Regions from separate parts of the Mus musculus genome. Here all the other regions are linked to region 2. A link is a contact called in public HiCAR-type and promoter capture Hi-C data. All regions are on one chromosome and are shown on one strand. Each heading gives the region's core, a stretch centred on a gene start, on an enhancer-like site or on the middle of the called end of the contact. The rest is flanking DNA. Distances are from core to core; before and after follow the strand shown.

The links. Promoter capture Hi-C pulls out the DNA fragments that hold promoters and counts their contacts. HiCAR-type assays count read pairs that join an accessible place to other places.
Region 1: a contact with region 2 is called in a promoter capture Hi-C map of hippocampal neurons, with 2.3 times the contacts expected there. The contact joins the enhancer-like site here to the promoter of Col4a1 in region 2. A contact is called at or near these places in 6 of 39 promoter capture datasets (the C10 cell line, the SN4741 cell line, embryonic stem cells and 3 more) and 1 of 115 datasets of contacts at active chromatin or transcription factors (astrocytes).
Region 3: a contact with region 2 is called in a HiCAR-type map of astrocytes, with 4 times the contacts expected there. The contact joins the enhancer-like site here to the promoter of Col4a1 in region 2. A contact is called at or near these places in 9 of 39 promoter capture datasets (the C10 cell line, cranial neural crest, embryonic stem cells and 5 more), 1 of 484 Hi-C or Micro-C datasets (embryonic stem cells), 8 of 115 datasets of contacts at active chromatin or transcription factors (astrocytes, embryonic basal ganglia, embryonic forebrain and 5 more) and 2 of 9 other capture datasets (embryonic stem cells and liver).

The regions. Positions count from the first base shown.
Region 1 is chr8:10,489,019-10,493,301 of GRCm38.p6, reverse strand. The region is part of intron 23 of Myo16 (myosin XVI); the gene reads right to left. Among named protein-coding and RNA genes, the nearest start is that of Gm51561, 61 kb to the right of the region's middle. Within about 2 kb of position 3,006, at least 9 of the 459 cell types and tissues checked have an H3K27ac peak or open chromatin away from gene starts, as enhancers often do. A contact at or near this core is called in hippocampal neurons, where this site is marked.
Region 2 is chr8:11,311,293-11,315,542 of GRCm38.p6, reverse strand. It overlaps Col4a1 (collagen, type IV, alpha 1), which reads left to right and starts at 2,717. Exons shown (of 52, transcript NM_009931.2): 1 at 2,717-3,027. The coding sequence starts at 2,944. Col4a2 (collagen, type IV, alpha 2) reads right to left here and starts at 2,738. Exons shown (of 48, transcript NM_009932.4): 1 at 2,429-2,738; 2 at 2,036-2,124; 3 at 1,859-1,913. The coding sequence starts at 2,079.
Region 3 is chr8:10,412,194-10,416,413 of GRCm38.p6, reverse strand. It overlaps Myo16 (myosin XVI), which reads right to left. Exons shown (of 35, transcript NM_001319151.1): 16 at 3,124-3,271. Gm51561 (a long non-coding RNA gene) reads left to right here. Exons shown (of 3, transcript XR_003947504.1): 3 at 2,112-3,125. Among named protein-coding and RNA genes, the nearest start is that of Gm51561, 16 kb to the left of the region's middle. Within about 2 kb of position 1,408, at least 15 of the 459 cell types and tissues checked have an H3K27ac peak or open chromatin away from gene starts, as enhancers often do.

The sequences.
Region 1 (4,283 bases), core at 1,757-4,256, 820 kb after region 2:
GCCATCTGGAAGAAGGAGATTTCTTTTTTGGGGAATTTTGCATTTTCAGACTCTCCTGGACTGGCCCGTTGGACGATCTCCTTCACGGGGTGAGGTGAGGTAGCTGAGCTTTCTGAGGAATTAGTCCATGCTAGCCCAACTGTTACCTCATGTGGGGTTACTCCTGCTCCTTCTGACCTCCTAAATGCTGGCAGGGCCTCAGAGATACTTTCTATCTTTTTCTTGACATTGGTTATTTACATCCTTTTGTGGTCAACCTTACTAAGAAGTCTTTCATTTTATCCATATATTCAAATAACCAATCATTTTTATAAAAAGGTTCATTTTGATTATTTTTAATTATGTGTAGATGGGTGTGCATCTCTGCATGTGAGGGCAGGTGCTCACAGATGCCAGAGGCAAAATGAGATGGATCCTCTGGGCTTGGTTACAGACAGCTGTGGCCACCTCATTGGGTGCTGGGATACCAGACTCAGATCCTTTGACGAATCAGCAGCTCTTACCTGCTCAGCTTCCTTCCTGGCTGCCATTTGCTTACTTCAGATTGATTTTCATTCTTCATTTATTATTATTTTTTTTGCTTAAAAATATTTTCATACAATATATTTTGATTTTGGTTTTCCCCTTCCCTCATCTCCTCTCTGATCCTTTCCACCTCCATTTATAAAATGAACAACAACAAAAAAGTGCTAATTTCTCTGTTTTTGAGACTTAAACAGATTTCAAGATTTCTGTATTCCCTAGCAGGTGAGCCTAAAATGTTATCAAAAGTCCTTTCTACTGATATGTTGCTATATTTAGCCAGCCATATATACATACATCTAGATATTCATGGATAAATTCGTGTATATATTTATATGTGTACATACACACAAATTTTCTTCAGACTCTCCTCTGTCACTTTTGCATGATGTGTTATTTAGAGGGAGCTGTTTAGTGGCAGAGTATCCAATGGCTGCTGCTTGTGGCAGGGGACTTGGGGGACACCGCATCTGCAGGTTTTCCCTTTGCCCTTTCTAGTTCATTTCCAGTTGCTTTGCATCGCATCACAATGGGTGAACCTCCTCTCTGTCCCCCAGGCTTCAGGATTCCTTGAATTTGGGGCTGGGGTCCATTCAGCACATGGTCTACACTGATGGATTTCTCTGGTCTTAGAAAATGTGAGCTATGTTTCAGGTGTCCTGACTGTCCTATAAACCTTGCTTGCACCCTGTTGGCGGCGGCTGCTTAGCTCTTCCTTTGCTTCTTGGTGTGCGGTTGTTCTCACAGTCATTGAGAAGGGTGAGCTGATCCTTCCAGTTAGCCTTCTGAATCCTGTCCTCCTCTGAGATCTCCGAGTAGGGAGGCTCGCCTGGCCTCAGAACCTGCCCATGGGAACATCAGCCTGGCTCTCTGTGGACCTCTTCAATGTGAAACTTCACTGTTCCCGTTTGCCTTTCTCCTGGCTCCCAGTTAGGTGTTACCCCAAGCTGCCTGCCCAGCAAGAAGACTCACAAGGTCCTTATGCCGGGGCCTTGCAAACACAGAAGTGGGTGCTCACAGTCAGCTATTGGATGGATCACAGGGCCCCCAATGGAGGAGCTAGAGAAAGCACCCAAGGAGCTAAAGGGATCTGCAACCCTATAGGTGGAACAACAATGTGAACTAACCAGTACCCCCAGAGCTCGTGTCTCTAGCTGCATGTGTATCAGAAGATGGCCTAGTCAGCCATCAGCGGAAAGAGAGGCCCATTGGTCTTGCAAACTTTATATGCCCCAGTACAGGGGTACACCAGGGCCAAGAAGTGGGAGTGGGTGGGGGAGCGTGTGGGCGACTTTTGAGATAGCATTGGAAATGTAAATGAAATAAATACCTAATTAAAAAAATGTATCAGCTGAAACTCATTTACAACATTGTGATAGAATTGTATCTAAACAGAACAAACCTCCGGGGAAGGTATCAGGCATTGCGGCTCACCAAGAGCCATGTTACTAGCAAGAAAGGCCATCAGCCCAAGGCATCACATTCACCTGAAAAAGACATAGAGTGAAGCTGTAGAGAACTAGGGGACCAGGAGGACGATTGAGGCCTTGAAGACGAGGGAACCTGTGGGGATCACACCACTGGGTTTCAGACAGTATAAAAGCAGGCTATCTCAAAGCCTTGTAAGGTGGACAGGTTTCTATGCAGGTAAAAATCTATCAGAGAAACCACCCATAGCTTAGCGACTGGTTGTCAGGGGAACAGAGTCATGTGTTGTCACCGTGGCAGCACCCACCTGAGGCAGCAGAGAGGTTTTAGGCAGAAGGCTTTCCTGGGCTGTTAAGGTAGCTGTTCTGCCCAGGGCTCTGTTCCTCTGGTTTATTATTTGGTAGATAAAGGAGAGAGGTGGGGAAAGCAGAAGACGGAGGCCAGGTTAATTCCTTCATCTCCCTCCGTGTCCTACTATAATGGGTCCTCAAGCCTTCCTTCTTTCTCCCTCCTAGACACTGAAAGACAAGCTTCATGCTGGGAGTAGCAGCAACCCTCATGCATGTAATAGAGAAATTTATATGCACACAGCCCAGAACAAAAAAATCTTTAAGGAAATCATCATGTATTTAAAAATTCTCTTTGGAATGATTCTGCTCAATAAAATTACTCAAAGGAAAACTTAGCATTATGCTTTGGGTTTGGCTGCAAGCAACAGTTGCTAAAACCCTGCTGTGATGGTGCCAGGCTGAGGGGTTTGGCAGGGGGAGAGTTGGACAGTGTGTGTGTGTGTGTGTGTGTGTGTGTGTGCTTTGTTGGATTACTCCCTACAATACTCCTGCTGTACCACAATAAATACAATTAAAAGATAAATTATGTGAGCCATACATTAAAACAAGGAGGTATGGGAGTCTTCCCGCGGCTGTGAATCACAGCTCATCCTGTTGCCTGGTTTCCTAGATCCACGATGAAAATAAAAATCATGGAACACTGAGACACAAACATGCTTTTTCCTCCTAAGCGATGGCTGTCAAGCTTGAGCTTGGCTCATCACCAAGGAAACAGGAATGCAAGGCAAGATGGGCCTTAGCCATACCATGGCTCCCTCTCCTCACACAGATATAGCTCCCTGAACTGAACTTAAAGAGTAGCTGGCTGTTGTGATCTGGTGAGGAAGTTTGGGCAGGGGTCAGCCAGTACCAGAAGCCTCCTCTGCCTGCATGGGACCAATGAGATAAGGGGTACAAAGATGGGGGTACGGCCCAACCTAACTGCCAACTATGGGGCTGGTACAGTCAGCGTTTCTGAAAACGGCTTCCAGATTTCCCATCAGCCGGAGTCTTCATTTACAATTCTTCATGCGATTGCAAATCTTCCAGATCTCACCCAAACTCCCCAGTTACCACTTCTGGGAGGCAAGCCAGAAGCACACACTTGCCCCTTCCTCCCCAGTCGGTTCCGATGCACAGTCAGAGATGCAGGGTGGAGAGCCTGGAAGCAGCAAGCGTGTGATGAAGTCCAAGTGAGCATTAGGAAGGGGGGATTCCCATGCTAGTTTCCATGGTCAATACACAGCCAGTCCTGGGGCTGAACACTAGCCATAGGTGAATCACTCCCCATGCCTTCACTTCTCCTCTGTCCAACCATTGTTCACAGCAAAGTCTAATTATTTTGTTAGCAAAGATTGCTGATAAATGCACTGTTTGCAGGGAATGAGAGGAGGTCTTCTATAGATATGGTAAGTGGACATATTGAGATTTTCAATTTGTTTTTAGTGTGACCAAGAGCAAAATCTATTAAAATAAAACTACCATCTGGGTGTGGTGGCTTACACTCGTAATCCAGCACTCAGAAGGCTGGGGCAGTGGGATTGTTATGAGTTCAAAGCTAACTTTGGCTATACCGTCAGTTCCAACCTTGGTTATGTAGTGAGTTCTAGGCCAGCCTTGGGTGCTACAATGTGAGATCTGTTTAAAAAAAATAATGATGATAATAATAACAAAAATGTACCTGGACTGAAATGATCTGAATTAAAAATAAAATTTGTCTTAAGTTCCATTCAATAGTTTAGTGCTCTCGTAAAGCACACATTTATAAAATTTGGGAAATGTCGAGTGTTCAAATTTGGCATTACCCTAGTTCCTTCCTCTTGAGATTTCTTGTCTTTATATCTCTGCATCAGTTTTGCCATTTTGCCTTTTCAAGTGCTGGACCTCTGCACATGTTCTCCTTGCTTTGCCAGGACATCATCTTGTCCTCTCCTGTGTATGTTTGCCTCTAGTCCATCAGTAGTCTACTTAGCTCTAGACAGTGGAGCTCCTAGAGATGCCCTG
Region 2 (4,250 bases), core at 1,468-3,967:
GCCGCAAGGAAGAATCCCACACCAAGAAGTCACGTCACCGGCACTAGCTGTGAAAAAGCCAGTGGGCCAAATTGTTAACCACACCAATCGCATGCGGTTGCAGACACACTGATTCACACACATTTAAACATTCAGACTCTACAGCCCAGAGAATGAACTAAGCACACTGAAGACACCTGGCGCTGTCTCTTAGCTCCTGTGAGCGGATCAGGGCTCCCAAAGTCTTCTGTGTCTGGTTTCTAGGCAGTGCCTCAGAAAGTCCTGCTGGGTTGTCTGAGATGGGATCTGGAGTTTTGGAAAGCCTTTCTAGGCAATGTGGTTTTCTGGGAAGTACCTGCTCTCCGTCACATCCAAGAGTAAAGGGCCAGAGACACTGAGGTGGGTTTGTGGCATGGGAAAGGATTTGGAGAGGTTAGGGAGCTATAGCGTAAATGAAGGGAATATGGCCTCTGGGACAAGCTGCAAATATTCTGAGGAATGTGGAAACTGAGGCTTGGTGTCATGAGGCAAGGGTAGAGCTGGGTAAATTGCTTTTCCATAGCAAACCCTTTTGGGAGTTGGAAAAAACAAAACAAAACGATGCCAGGTAAGGTCTTTGTTCTCAGGATAAAAGACATAGATGGCTGTGCAGCGGCTCAGGACTGTGGGAGTCACCACACTGGGTGTCACTTTCTAGGAACGTGGGTTTAAGTGCGGCTGTGGTCTACGGATCCCGGCCAAGTGGGAGTCATGCATGAGGGCCCATAAGTAATGGGCTGTTCCAACATTTAGGTTCTGCTCTTATGTCAGGACTGAGGACTGGGGCAGGAAGGAGACAGACTCAAGCTATAAGACTGGCCAGGGCTGAGCGGCCAGTCTGGTCAGAGCTCCGCTTTCTCCTCATGCTGGGCTCTGCATCCCAGCAGAGCAGGAGACCAACTGTGTGGTGGAACCAGTGCCCACTTTCTGCAAGCCTGAGAACCACTGATGGTTCCAGCTAGGTGAGGGAAGGGAAGGAGGCTGAAGCAGGGCTCCTTCCCCAAAGGTGTGTTGGTTCCAGACACAGAGTGTACTGGTGTCCCAAGCTGTGTCTACTTGGAACTCAGGTATTCCACAGACAAGTAAACAGGGCACATAGGACACCTGGCCAGGGTTCTCAATTTTCATGTTTCTTTTAAACAGCACTACCTATGAGAAGACCCCCCCCCCCACACACACACACTGGTACTGGTATAAGGAGTGGCTACATTTAAAATGCGAGGGAGCCCCAGAGCATCTCTCCAGTTCAGTTCAAAGGCTGTTCTGGCAGGCCTGGTTTGGTCTTTCAAGGAGCAACAGGTACAGTAAACAAGTCACAGAAGCCAGGGACCACAGGCCTCCCTCTGGTCTGTGGCTCTTCAGGGCCTACTCAAGGTTTGGAAGAGACCGCGGTTTCTATCCCTTTGTCCCCGAACAACCTTAAAGCAGGAGGCTGTCTCCTCCTTGCCCCGCCCCTCCCCAGAGACTCATATTTAAGCAAGATGCTCTCTGCCCACCACAGTGCCTGGACACCACCTCTGAGTTTCTGGAAACTCTTTGCTCCCAGCCCCCTCTGTCCGTGCGCCTCGTGGCCTAGTGATAGACATTCTTCCCTTGCTGCTAAGGCCAAAGCTTGGCAGCAAAAGGTGCCTGAGGCTACGTTTTAATTATTAGCTCCCTAGAGAGGGCCGACTCCTGCACTGCACGGGACGAGCGGCTGGCAGACACAGTAGCACACACCTACAATGCACACGCACACTCAGGTGGGCTCGACGAGCCTGTCTTCCACGAGGCTCCGCGAGCGTCCCAACCCGTCACGGGCGCGGAACTCCAAGCGCCGTGGAGTTCAAGCGGTACTTACCCCCAAGACGCTCTGAGCCAGGAGTCCCACTGTCACAGTTGCTAGCAGCAGCCACCTGCACAGGAGAGGGAGGGAGGGTAAGAAAGCGACCAAAACATGCGGGCCCCAACTTGTCAACTCCTGAAATATGCATGCAAGGTCCCCTTCACCTAGGAGACCAGGCAGAAGGCGACTTACCCTCGCAGGGGAGGGCCAGACGCTTTGAACCGCACTCGGTCCATGATCCCAGTCTTTGAGCTCTAGACTCGGCTCGATCCCTTCCTAACCTGGAGGCAAGAGACAAAGCGGGTTAGCAAAGGTGGCAGGCAGAGAGAGCATCGTCATCTTAGCACCCTGACTCCGCATAATGTCCCTCGTTTCCTTGCGGGGTGACCAAAGTTCTGTCCCATCAGGAGACAGAAAAAGGGAGATTCTTCTCCGTAGGCCCTGCCTGGAGCTCCTCAGCCCATGCAGCGCGATCCCTATTCCCCCAGCTCCGATCCAACGGAGCGCGCAGCCTCAGCCTACTCCGGCGCTACAGGTCCGCGACTTGGGGCCTGGCTCTCTGTGCCTCCCGGGGGTCGCTCTCACCTCAGGGTCAGGAGCTGCTGCCCGCGCGCATGGGCCCCTGAAGAAGCGTTGGCCCGTGGCACACCGGCGGCCAGGCCGGCCTGGCTCTGCTCCGTGGGCGCCGGACTCTCGGCCCCGGCGTGCCTTGCTGGTGCTTGCCCGGGATTGGCGAGCCAAGGGGCTCGTGGAATCGGGGCGCGGGAGGAGCTGGGTGCGGAGCGCAGAGCCCCGGCGTTCGGACTCCCTGCGACACCAAGTCCCGAGCGGCGCGCAGCCTCCGCCTCTTACCCGCGCCGCAGGGTCCTCCCCTTGGAGACGCCGCCCGCGCACTGCCGAGGGGAGGGGGCAGCGCCAACAAATTGGGGAGCTCCTCGGGCGGCGCGCTCAGGTCTCTGCGCAGAGTCACCGCACCCGGGACGGTGAGCAGGGCTCACGCCCGGGCCCTCCGAGACTGAGCACCTCGCCGTGGCCCACGGGAACTGGGCTGCATTTCCCCGCCGTCTCTGCTGGTCCCCTGCCGCCCCGGGCGCGCCACCATGGGGCCCCGGCTCAGCGTCTGGCTTCTGCTGCTCTTCGCCGCCCTTCTGCTCCACGAGGAGCGCAGCCGAGCAGCTGCGAAGGTGAGTTCCCTGCGGGCTGCGCTCCCCAGCCTCCCTCCCTGCACCCCTGACGCCCCGCGAGGCCTCTTTGTCCAGCGCCTGGCGCAGTCAAGCCGCCTGGCCCTCGAGGGTACCGCGGGTGGCACGGCCAGGTGCATTCTTCCCCCGGGTCTCCCTCTCCTAGTCCCTGTGGGCAGCGATCGCACATCCATTACGGAACCTCCTTTGTTATACACTGGGTGCGGGAGAGTTAGGAAGGGACTGAAGCTTAGCGTGTACCACGGCGGGGTGAGGGTACCGAGGAGCCAGTGAGATTTGAACCCTCATCGCCAAGGCTCTCAGCGGCGGGGCGCGCGAGTGGGTCGGGGCTGGAAGGGTGGCCAGGCACACCCCACGCCACTCAGAGTCCTACACTCATGTGCAGGGGGAACCGCTTTGGGTGTGTTTCTGGTTGTTTGGAGACCGTGATGGTTGAGGCTGAACAGCTTTGGGCCGTTTGCCTGGAAACATCTGTATTTTTGCTTTCCCACGACTTTTGTGTAGCCTACGGCACGCTTGAGAACAGACGCGGGGCTCTTCTCCGCATCCTAAAAGTCTCTGCCTCGACTCTTGCCTTTTATGAGTGCGTGCCTGAAAATTATAACCACATTTAGACTTGAGTGTGAAACCAAAGCGAAACTCCGTCGCATTGTTCCCTGCGCAAATTGTTTTTTTTAAGTTTTTGTTTCCTCTGGTGCTGTGCTTGGCCAGGAGGGCGCTGGGAGATGTTTGCAAGAGCCAGACTTCCAGCTCTGGAGGAACCCGGCCAGACTTTCTGCCTTCGCCCCTAGAGAATACACTTCAGCTGCTGCTGCTGCTGTGACAGCCATGCAGGCCCAAAGGCCACAAGGTGTGGCCTCTCCACAGTTTGCCTTCCCCTCAAATGCCTAAAAAACGACGTTTGCTTCTCACCGAAGCTTCCAAGTTTTAAAAGAAACCGTTGCTTAATTGTGCATTTTCCTTTCCTTTTAAGAATTTCACCTCTTTCCTGCAGGAGCGATACTGATCAACTATGCTATAAATTATTAACTGTTACATACTAGAATAAACTGGTAACGTTACTAGGGGTTTTCTTAATTGGGTTTTGCCTCCCTTTCTGAAGAAGGATGATTAATTACATCAGCAACCAACTTCAGAGAGTTCCCTCCTCTCCAGTCTTCACCTTCACCGCAGGTAGCCTTTTAACTACCCATTCTCTTGCTGAG
Region 3 (4,220 bases), core at 159-2,658, 900 kb after region 2:
CAAGCACACAGTTGAAATGAGGTGGGATCACTACCGACTTGAATACTGTGCAGATTCTGACCCAAACCACCAAGGATGGGACAGCCAGGCATGTTCACATTAGCTTGGCACGTGCCAGCTGCTGACCTGGCTGGCCGCTGCAGCCCCTGGTCAGCTCATCCTCACCATGGTGACATCAAAGGTGACTCTCTACTGTTACTGAGAATCAACAGAGCCCTGTAGGAAGCCATCCTCGAAGCACCCAGTGTCAACAACAAAGCAAGAGATGCCTCCGTGCATAAAGAGTTCACGAGTTTAAAGCTCATGCAGAAATCTCGCTGATTTAAGACACGGTCACGTGATCCATGCAAATGCACTGGTTCAAAAGTCCTATATATAGCTGCCTATTGATGCTGAGGGTGGAGTGACTCACAAAGTCTTGCGATACCACCTCAAAAATATTATTCAAGCAAAAAGCTACACAATATAACTTGTCTGGAAACTTAGTTTTGAATAAAATTGCGTAAGTCTTCCTAGACAGATGCCCAATGGTTCAAGCTGCCAGGGTCGGCATCTCAGCTTAGAACACGGGGCAAGCATGGGCCAGGTCTGGGTTTTCACCACTCCTTAAGTCATAAGACTTATAAACACAGGTTTACAAGACCCCTCTGCAGTTTTCACACACAGGTCTTATAAACCATCAGATTTTCCCTTGCTTAAAACCGTGTGCCTGAACAAATGCTGGTATGTCATGGAGTCATGGAGAGTCACCTTTAAATGACCCTGAAGTTTTTCTTTACCTTGAAAAAAAAAGTCTGAAATGTCTTCAGATTCACCCCAGCCCTGCAGTTAACGACTCAGCAGAGAACACACTTTCCTGGGAGTTAATTGCTCAGCTCTCCTGTGACAGGTGCTAGCAGCCATCACAAGTTCAAACCACGGTGAGGTGACTCAGCTCTCTGAGCGCAGGTGAGAAGCAGGTCACCTGCTCACAGTCAAATGACTGCTTTCCAGCACAGTTCGAAGCCTGACCTCTGCTGAAGAACATTAGGGTGCCGTCCCACAATCCTCTCCATCATCAGTCAGCCAGGACGGGGATTAAGAGTCTCTTCTTCGGGTTTAAAAGCCTAAGTTTTCTAGAGGCTAAACCCAGCAGGGAGATCATTTAAAGTGAGCAGCAATGACAGCATACGCTGCTTTCATTAAATGTCGATTTGCAGGAATATAAATTATATTTATCTCCCACATATGACACTGTGTGCACAAAAAATGAAATGTTATTTACGTAAGAAATGTGGGGCAAGGAAAAGAAAAACACGGGAAAAAAAGTGTAAGCAAAAAGAATGAAAGTTTGGTTTGGCATTGGTTGGCTGGGCTGGTTTGTGTCCCTTTGAGGTGTGGGGAGAGCGCCCTCTTGTGGGATTCTCAGGGCATGCATTCTGCCTAGTCAGAGCTTGATAAAGGCTAGAGGTGCTTTGGTAAATGCTGTTTTCATGAACTGGAGGGATGGGTGCCCACCCCTGCCCTGAGCAAGCTCTGCAGTTAGGCAGAGGTGCTGTGCTCTAGCGAGCCTTCCTGTGCTGTAAGCAGAGATGTGTGTATAGGTGGACTTTAGTACTGATGTAGGGTCTATCTGTATCTGTGTGGGATTTAGAATACCTTATAGCATGCACATAGCTGAAGTTAAAGATGCATCTGCTGCACGGATTCTAAAACCACAGGCAGAGACAGTGCTCGTCCTTTAGAATAACGGTCACAGAAGGCATACTAAGTGCAAGGGCCCTGCAGTCCCTGGACTGCTGCACATGCCTCTTAGTGCTTCACGTAGATAACGAGCTGTTGTGTGTGAGACAGGCTGCAGGCTGTGGTGGTTTGCACACTAGTAAGACACAGCCTACTTCATCAACATCATACTTGGCTAGTGTGTGTGTGAGAGGGGGGGAGCAAGCAGAGAAGGAGAAGGGGACTGTGTAAATTCAGATGAGGTTTGTTTAAGACAGGGATCAGCAGGTTTGTGCAGAATATGGGGTAAGCAGATACATCCTGCAGCACACAGGGGCTCCTGTCCTCATATGAATAGCACCCACTAGCTATTCATAATGCACGCTAATAAGACACTTGCTTTGTTGCAGGGCACCGAACTCTTTGTGACTCCTGACTGTCCCTGCTGGGGCTCCTCACAGAGACACCACAGGTTCATGGCTTTGTATCAGTTTAGGGCCCTGCAACATCTCTTCCAAGAGAGACAAGCATCTGATGTAGCCTGTGCGTGAAGTCACCGTTATGCTTCCTACACACTCTGATCACATGCAATGGCCCCTTGCTGTATCTTAACACCACACTTTCCATTGAAGCCCTGGGACAGCTCTCAGTTGACCAGGATGCTGCCCCCAAGTGCATGTGAGGACTCAATAGGTGTCTGTATGTCAGGAGCCATCTGAGGTATCCCTCTCTCATCTCAGAGTCATCAGCTACCACGCGGCTCCCTGACCTGGTTATGTATCACGGAATCACGCCGGTGACCACACACTCGTTTATCACAGGCTTCCCCACAGGAATACAACAGACTAAGCCAGAGAATTTAGCATAGTGAAGTAGAGATGAGCTGGAGACCCCACGTCCCAGCAGCCTCTGCTCTGGGTACCATTCACTCCTTATAACTTCTAATTCTCATCCAAACACAAATCTGGTACAGTGCCATGTGGGGTCTGGCTGGCTTCTGGTAGGAGAGAGTATGTAGAACCAGTGTTCCTCAGGAGACCACCTTTGTGACTTCACGTGTCACCAATGACTGCATTTCCCCAAAGCTTTGACCTCCCATGAAGAACAACCACCCTTGATTTAGCACTGAGAGTCCTCTCTTTCTTGTGTAAACCCAGTGACTATTAGCTACCCGCACCATGGCCCGACACATTACAAGATGACAGCAGATCAGACAGTGTTTCCCAAACAGCATCCGCATGCTTACAGAATGCTAGGATTTTGTCCTCCCATCTGAGACACAGTAAGACAGTCCAGCATATTAATAGATAGCTCAGCCCTGACAGTGGCCAACAGCCTTCCTTGGGCATATGAAGACAATTTGAAGCTGAGAATTGTGCTTCCAATGTTCAGGAAACTGTTATAAAGCCTTTGATCACTCACCGGTGTGCACAGAAGTTATTAAGGTGAAGTCCACATTTTTCTTCCGAAGATAACCCGTCCATCAACCAGGAGAAAATCAGAAAGGTGCCCTGGCCGGGAGGCTGAGCCACAACCCTGGACTTCTCCAGCATGTAAGTGGAAATTCTGGCTGGTTGGGAAAAGAGACAGGATTCTGTTAAATGGCATTGTTAATTCAATTTCCATAAATTTACATGTTAATTAATTATAAACCATGACAACAAAGCTCCTTTTCCAGCACAGACATTCAAAAAAAAAAAAAAAAATAGAAGAGACTTTATTTTCTACATTAGTTTAGGCCCTTCAGAGACACTCAGCCCAAGGCATTGGGAGTTCAGAGCCCTGACCCCTGCTGCCATAGCCTATATGGTCCCTGGAAGCAGCTTATATGATACTTGGTTAAGTCTGAGGGGCTGGTGCTGGTCTGTGCTCATCTGAAAAGCTCATGCTTTATGTAAGAGCTCACTCTTCGTCTAGCAATCCTATCTATCCCTTTAGAGAAACTTATCACTGTGTGCAAGATCTACCCTTATTCTATGACACAGGATTCCCTCTGTCTTAGTCATGGTTCTCTAGAGAAACAGAACTGAAAGAATGAACACACACACACACACACACACACACACACACACACGCATACATTTATTGCAATATATTTATTATACAAATATATTTAATACATACATTCATTAGGATGGCTTATAGGCTATCGCCCAGCTAGTCCAAAATTGTCTACCAATGGAAGGTTCAAGCAAGAATACAGTAGTTGTTCAGTTCATAAGGCTGGATGTCTTATCTGGTCTTCCTGATACACCAGAATCCTAAAGAAGTAGGCTCTAACTCCAGCAAAGGAAATTAGCTAGCAAGAGCTGGGGGCAGAGTATAAGCTCACTTCTTCTGTGTCTTTTATATAGGCTGCCACAAAAAGTGTGGCCCAGATTAAAGATGGATCTTTGCACCTCAAAACATCCAGATTACAAGTGGGTCTTCTTACTTCAAATGATTTAATTAAGAAAAATCCTTTGCAGGTACATCCAGCCGCTTGTGTTTTAGGTAATTTCAGATTAACTAAAGAATAG